Regions from separate parts of the Oncorhynchus mykiss genome. Here region 2 is linked to region 1. Evidence: chromatin contacts called from public Hi-C data. All regions are on one chromosome and are shown on one strand. Each heading gives the region's core, a stretch centred on a gene start, on an enhancer-like site or on the middle of the called end of the contact. The rest is flanking DNA. Distances are from core to core; before and after follow the strand shown. Region 1 overlaps LOC110535557 (rho GTPase-activating protein 12). Region 2 holds the start of LOC110535557 (rho GTPase-activating protein 12).

Evidence for each region. A called contact is a pair of places that touch in the nucleus more often than the background predicts.
Region 2: a contact with region 1 is called in a Hi-C map of liver, with 7 times the contacts expected there. The contact joins the promoter of LOC110535557 here to the enhancer-like site in region 1. A contact is called at or near these places in 2 of 3 Hi-C or Micro-C datasets (blood and liver).

Annotation. Positions count from the first base shown.
Region 1 is chr11:28,293,802-28,297,746 of USDA_OmykA_1.1, forward strand. It overlaps LOC110535557 (rho GTPase-activating protein 12), which reads right to left. Exons shown (of 16, transcript XM_036935292.1): 3 at 1,187-1,459. Among protein-coding and RNA genes, the nearest start is that of LOC110535557, 66 kb to the right of the region's middle. Within about 2 kb of position 2,085, at least 2 of the 11 cell types and tissues checked have an H3K27ac peak or open chromatin away from gene starts, as enhancers often do.
Region 2 is chr11:28,359,688-28,363,139 of USDA_OmykA_1.1, forward strand. LOC110535557 (rho GTPase-activating protein 12) reads right to left here and starts at 2,052. Exons shown (of 16, transcript XM_036935292.1): 1 at 1,827-2,052. LOC110535558 (kinesin-1 heavy chain) reads right to left here. Exons shown (of 25, transcript XM_021620626.2): 25 at 3,106-3,452.

The sequences.
Region 1 (3,945 bases), core at 835-3,334:
GGACGTGGACTACCACTGGCCAGACCAGTCACGAGACCGCTCCCTTAAGCCTCAACACCCGAACTCCTTCCACCTTCTGAAACCCAGGTGGCGTCACACATCTCTGCGTGTCTGGCAGACATCTCAGCTTGGATGACGGCCCAGCATCTCAAGCGCAACCTCGAACAAGACGGAGCTGCTCTTCCTCCCAGGGAAGGCCTGCCCGCTCAAAGACCTCTCCATCACAGTAGACAACTCCATGGTGTCCCCCCCCCACCCAGAGCACAAAGAACGTTGGCGTGACCCTGGACAACACCCTTTTGTTCTCTGACAACATCAAAGCAGTGACTCGCTCCTGCAGGTTCATGCTCTACAACATCCGTAGAGTACGACCCTACTCACACAGGAAGCGGCACAGGTCCTAATCCAGGCACTTGTCATATCCCGTCTAGACTACTGCAACTCTCTGTTGGCTGGGGTCCCCGCTTGTCCACCCCTGCAACTTATCCAGAATGCCGCAGCCGACTGGTGTTCAACCTTCCCAAGTTCTCCCATGTCACCCCACTCCTCCACACACTCCACTGGCATCCAGTCCAAGCTTGCATCCGCTTCCAAGACCCTGGTGCTTGCCTACGGAGCAGCAAGGGGAACTGCCCCTCACTAAATCAGGCTATGCTCAAACCCTACACCTGCTCCCGCTCAGCCCAGTCTAAGCTCTTCTCTGTCCTGGAACACCAATGGCGAAACAAGCTTCCCCCTAACGTCAGGACAGCAGAGTCCCCCTGCCCATCTTCCGAAAACATCTGAAACCCTACCTCTTCAAGGAGTAACCCCCCCCCCCAAAAAAAATGCGCTTGTCTTTTCCTACTGATAACTACTTTGCTAGGGGAAAATTGTTAACACAGACCTTTCATTAACCGCTCCAATGTCTGCTAAATGTCTAAAATATAATCATTAGGCCCCAGGGCCACCTTTCAGAGCAGTTGTTGATACGTTAGGGGGACAGATATATTAGGTAGACTGTAGATCAGCGGCAGGGGTCAACATGATGGGTTAAACGTCCTCTGTTGGATCCAAACCAAACTCTTTTCTCCCTCGCTTTACAGCTCAACTTCAGCTCTAACTGTATCGACAGTATGCTACAGCAATACAACCAATGGAATGAGGGTCTGTTTCGATGGGGCACCCAAGGAGTGTGTTTACATACCTCCATCTCTCCTGTGCCATGGGGGTCTCCCCGACTACTACTGGTACTGCAACTCGCATCCCGTACGCGGGGCGGTTTCCACGTGCGCTCGCCGCAGGCTCTGTTATAGTAGAAGTGTCTGCCGGTGAGGTCCTTGTGGGTCTCCCAGTCACCGAGGACATGCAGTGGGGAGCTTGAAGGAAGGGGGGGCAGGCTGGACTGGGAGATCTTCAGCTCCTGGAGGTTGGTGTAGACAGGGGACTCGGGCCGGCCCTGCCCCGCCGGAGACGTCGTCTGGAAGGAGGGAGAGATAAGAGTTTTTCACAAGCGACTAACCTTTCCTCTCCAACAGAGTAGCATGGCCAGCACGCACTGGCTGGAGACGTTCCGTTAATGGAGAACTATGGAGGTGCATTACAGAGCGGAGAAGTAGGGGAGAGGGTCGTTTCGGACCACAGACCACAGTGATACAATCTCCACGGCAAAGCAGGAAGTAGAAAGAGGATGCATGGGCAGCTTTGGCAAATCAGAAACATGTGGTACGGACGGACGTTGCAACATACTCTAGCCATCTGTTCCTAGCCCAGTGTCAAAACAATGCTGCATGGCATCCAATATCTATTCTACATACTTCCAACTGTAGCCAAGCTATTCATTGTTAGGCCAGTCAAATGCCTTATTTTGATGCAAAATCCATACACAAATAAAAACTACTGTGCATTACAACACAATTCAAGATTTAGCATTACTGGACATTGATTGGCCATAATTGGGTATAAATACAATGCCCACATTAGGAGATGGAGAGAACGATTTCAAGAATAAAAAGCAGAGGGTCATTAGCGCTATGAAGGAATATAAAGGGGTGTTTGAAAGAGGAAGTGTAGGCAGATGAGAGACAGCACTAGAAGGAGGGTTTCCTGTCTCTCATCAATTAAATAGCGAAGCGTCTGCAGGGATATCCACCGTCAATCTCACTGACAATGGAGAGGAGACAATTAACAAACCTCTCAGCCTGGAATTTAAAACGGAATATCACTCCGTTGAAACAATAGTTCAAAAGAGTGATATTCCATTTGGATTCCAGGCTACAAAAGCTCTAAATGCTACCTTCAGACTAAACATTGGACACACAAAACAGGCTTTTGGCTGAGCTGTTGTTTATGATATTGTCAAGAAAAGAAACGAAAGACGGCATGTTGCATAATAGCGGTGCCATATTGCTGGCGTGGTGCTGTTGAACCTGTATTTTGAGGAAATGTGCAAAACGCTAGTATATTTAAGGTTGGGGGAGGAAACTGAAAGTTGGCTCAGTCAACAGTTTTGCATGCCACACAGTCTGGCCTATACAACAACACAGACAGGATTTCCATGACTACTGAGAATCAAATGTATTACTGCAGAATAATATTTTGGGTTCGGAATAAGATTGCGAGGTTGAGGTACAGTCGTGGTAGCCAGACTGCCGTCTCTGGTGTGGGCCAAGGGTCAAACCAACATTGTGTAAAGTGGCCATAGTCATCACGTAGATAGACCTTCGATAGAAAAGCACCTGACTGGACCCCATGGGTCAAACACATACCGTCAGTATGTCAAATAGTTGATTTTGTGTGTACTTTACAATGGAACCAATAGAATAGTCCCAAAAAGTGCAGGTGAGGAATGCAAGAGGAAATGCGACAGAGATTAGGGAGGGGAGGGAGTTGGAGTAAAAACACCGGACAGCACAGCCAGACAGACATTCCCTGGAATGGAAACAGATGGGGCTTCCTGCTTGGCCTGGAATAATAGGAATATAATCCAAAATATTTATTTAATATCCTGTAGAGCTGCGCTGGAACAGAGTGAAGTTTTGCACCGGGAGAGGCCCCGTTGCTTGTCCATTCAGTGTTCTGACTGTAGCATTGGTAGCAGACGTCGGCAGCTGGGAGTAAAGACAATGAAGAAGGCTCTTAACCGAAACGTCGGTGTATGATTCTAGTGAAGTACAGTAGAAAATAAAAAATACAAGTTCTTTGCTACATCTTTTTGTGTGGGGACCTGCTATATTTCCAGCAGCTGGGTGTCAGTCAAAGAGGCCCAAACACAAGTAATAGCAAGGCTAATTCTACATTGAAACTCAGCTGTCAAAAGGCCAAACTTAGTAGGGGAACTGAGAATGAGAACTGAATGATAAGAGTCTATGGAAATCAACTGCCAAAAGTGATATGAAGTACCCCAAGGAAAGGTTTAGGGGTTCCAAATGCATCTTAGATAAAAACCCCATGGTGCCACCCCGTTTACCGGTCGTTTCCTACTAGCACCGACTTCGCTGATAATGACTTTAGTGAAGGAAATTGTACCGACTACGACCGAGATATGTGGTCGTCTCACCTCGGCATCTTAACATCATTGCGCTAACTGTGCGTCGCTCTGGATAAGAGCGCCTCTGCTAAACGACACATGTAAAAATGATTGGCAATAGAAACTGTAGTGTTTTCCTGAGAAGGAAGGTTTTAGTGAGGGAAGGAGGAGGCTTGAGCATGCAGACAGCGTTTTTGTCCATGGATGGAAGAAATCGATACCATTTTTGGAGAGCGCTCACCAGGCATACATGTACCACCACATCATTGCGATTTCTAAAAGGAGAGTATTGCTCACCTCAACATTTTGAGAGCTCATATTATCAGGTTCACATCCGCAGGGAAGGACTCCAGAAAGGTACTTAAACACACAAACACCTCTAAGACGTTTTTTTTTTTGTTGTTGCATTCTAATGACCCTTCTCTGCCTGTTCTGTT
Region 2 (3,452 bases), core at 802-3,301, 66 kb after region 1:
CCTATTGAATGAGCTCCAAAATACTAGGCGACTTGTTGATTACCCTCTTTTATACCGCACATAATAGGGTATTATTCATGCTTATCTTGATGTTCAGTTTATCTGTAGGCTATGCACCAATAAGATCTATAAGCACCCCATGATAAGATCTAAAGTGGGGTGTCAAACATATGGCCCATGAGGCATACATTCATACAGTTTCTTGACTGTGTCCAGAGCTCTCTAATAATAACCGAAATGAAAGCTAGACAGTCAGGGAACATCAAAAATTCGAAAAACGATGGCTAGAAGTTTGAAGGTGATGAAATATAACCCGTGAACAGTGCAGCCCCCCGGAACTCATTGAAGACTGAATGCGGCCCGAGGGGCAAAATCTGTTTGACACCCCTGGTCAGCTTATTGTGACGATCTCTCCATCCATCCACAGCCACACACTAAATTGATCGTTGGAAAGTATTATGTAGAACAATATGTCCTATTATTAGAAAGAAACAAATCGGACAAACTGGGGGACCTGTCCTATGGTCTGAGGATGATGGATGGATTATCATTATGTAAGGAACATTAACTATGCTTTCGTTTTCACGCATCGCTGGCCACGCAAGCACCGCAACACTGAGATTCCACATGCCTTTGTCCCAGTGGTTCTATTGGAAACAGAATAACAGATGTCACCAAGGCTGTGCGGTAGCCAACAACATGTGCATATAGGCCTACTGCTGTTCAAATGTTTTCCCAATTGTAGTTGTAAATTGGTGTGTGGATGGGGATAAGTAATGGTGCAAAGACGCATTGCATTCAACAACTTGGCAAAGCAAAAACATGGATTTAATATCTTTGAGGTTGTTCTTTTTTTGTAGAACCACCTGCAACTGGAAACGGACATTTAACCGAATCAAAAACGAAGAAAGTATCGCCAAGAAAAAAATGGTTAGTTTATAAATCTATGGCGGTGGTTTCTATGGGGCTTTCCTGTAACGCCCAGTAATGGACACCAAAAATCATGTAACTAGGCTCCAGCAGACCTGCTCTGACTTGGAGCCAAGGCAAGGTCTTGGGTACCTTTCAGCTTCTCATTTACATAACAATGGCTAACTTTAACACCGTTTCACAAAGCAACAGTCTTGAATGATGGAGGTTGTTGATTCTGCTGGCCAGTCTTGTATTCCATAACTCCCTGGTGGAAACACAATAACACTAGAGCTAACATTAACATAAAACACTGGCGACACGCTGGTGTGGTGGTAAGTCTAGATGGAAAAGCACCATTCAAATACAACAAAAGGAGTTTAATCCATATTCAATTTCAACAAAAGACCCCGACGAGACAAACGCTCATTCCCAAACCAGGAAAGTCTGGCTACTGCCACTAATAGCCACTAACGTTTAGTCGTGCAGGAAAAAAAGATCCCTTTAAGAAACATTTGACACAGATGTGATTCATATCAAACTATTAGACCTGTTGGAAATAATCTGTTTACCAATTGTAGGCTACCTATGCTAAGAAAGCAATGCGTTGTACAAAAATGTAGCCAGTGTATCACGTGAAAAACCACGTACATACAACCAAAACAATATTGGCACCCCAATATCACCCAGCGTTGTAGCCTAAATATCAAAACAGAGCTCACGTTTATAAATATAGTTATGTTACTACACCACAACAACAGTAGGTTCTAATGCACCCCTCTGTGAAGGTACTCGAGGTCAAAGAAACCAAAGTAGCCAGTCGTTTTTGCAACTATGCATTACAACAAGGTAACTCTGGAAGTAACCAATAACTATCTGCGGTCTTGCGATGAATGATGTAACGTAAGCCTACACACCTTTTTAATGGTATCTTCTTTCTCTTCAAAGAATAAGCTGGCCAACGGCGGTTTGTTTTGTGCGGAACTTTTCCTCCAGATATATCAGTGATCTTAGCTGCTCCAGTACGCGACTCGAGTACGCTATCTCTGTATTCAGTGTTCCCAATCCCCCGCCTCGTTTTCACTCTGGCGTGGTGCTGTCGCTTGTGAGCGCTGGTTTGGTCGGTTCTCCCACCCTGGCTGTCTGTCTGCCTGTCTGCCTGGCTGTCTGTCTGCCTGTCTGCCTGCCAACTTTGATGGACGATAGGCTACTCCTGGCATGCCATCTGGTGGTCAATAGTCTCACCTAGTGGCAATAGGCTACCACTTGCTTTCCTTGAAAGCTATTCTACCAGTCTTAATTTTGAAAATAGGTTATTTGTTCAAAATTACAGTTTAATTTGTAACAAATGTGGTTTATTGGTTTAGCCTATAGGCTACTATATCCCATGCCACATGTGTAACGTGATGGGGTTGATATGGGTCTCTCTTAGTTGCAATGATCTGACAATTGAAAAACAATGGTCTGGTGATCATCAAGACAGCTCCATAAAGAAAGAGCTCCTAATTTACCGTCTCGGTTTCTTGAGTCACCATCGGTTACCATCTCAAGCCAAATCTGTGACAGACGTTTCAAGACTGCCCCACAATTATCTAATGATTTAATAATAGATTACGGGGGATTTGGATTTGTCCAAATGATCCGCACCCAAAATAAATCAGCATTCTTTCTAAGAAAAGCCAGTCCTGCCAAAGCTAAGTAAAACAATTACTGAAAACATATCACCAAAATGTACAATAGCTTGTTTTTCCACTCATCAGATTCCGTTATTTGATAGTGTGTGACTGTACCATAGCGTGCTCTGCTGGTGTGAATGGGCCAGTGCATCCAACGGCCCATTTACCTGCTACAGAATGCAGGTAATCTACTGGTAGGGCTGGGCAATCAATGCCATGAGCAACAAGCATTTTTAAACTACGTGTACTATTACCAGACAAGGGTGTAGTCTTGACTCAGTATGATATATGGACCCCATCCTTTCCATGTGATACAATCATAAAAACTCCAACCAAGAGGCAACATTCACTTTTAACAAAGAAGCAGGTTTATCAACTTCCACTGGCCTCCGAGTTGGTGATTTTCCTCTCCGCTTCGCTTCTCAATTCATTGATTTTGGAAAGCAAGGTTGGAGAGCGTTTCCTTCCTGTTCCCGATGAAACAAGTTGACCACGATAAATGAGTAAGCAGTGCACGGACTTCTCTCTTTGAGACTTTATTGGTTTCAACTCTAGGGTAAAATCTTGGGAACCAAGGCTACAGAAAGCACTTGAGGATAACGATGTGCAGAACACTGCAATGCATTGATCTCCCTAGGGTTATATATAAAATATACACACACAATTTGCATCATACACAGACAGTGCCGACCATCGTAACCTGGCCAGACCACAAGCTCTCAGACAATCATTTGGTTATTAGTTTACAAACCAAAGACAGAACAACTCCGGTTATGCTTCGCTTATGTGTTTTTCCTTTTGCAGAAAAGGAGCAGAATCGGTATTTGAGCGGTCCTTTATGGCAGGTACAGTTATGACACTTTATGT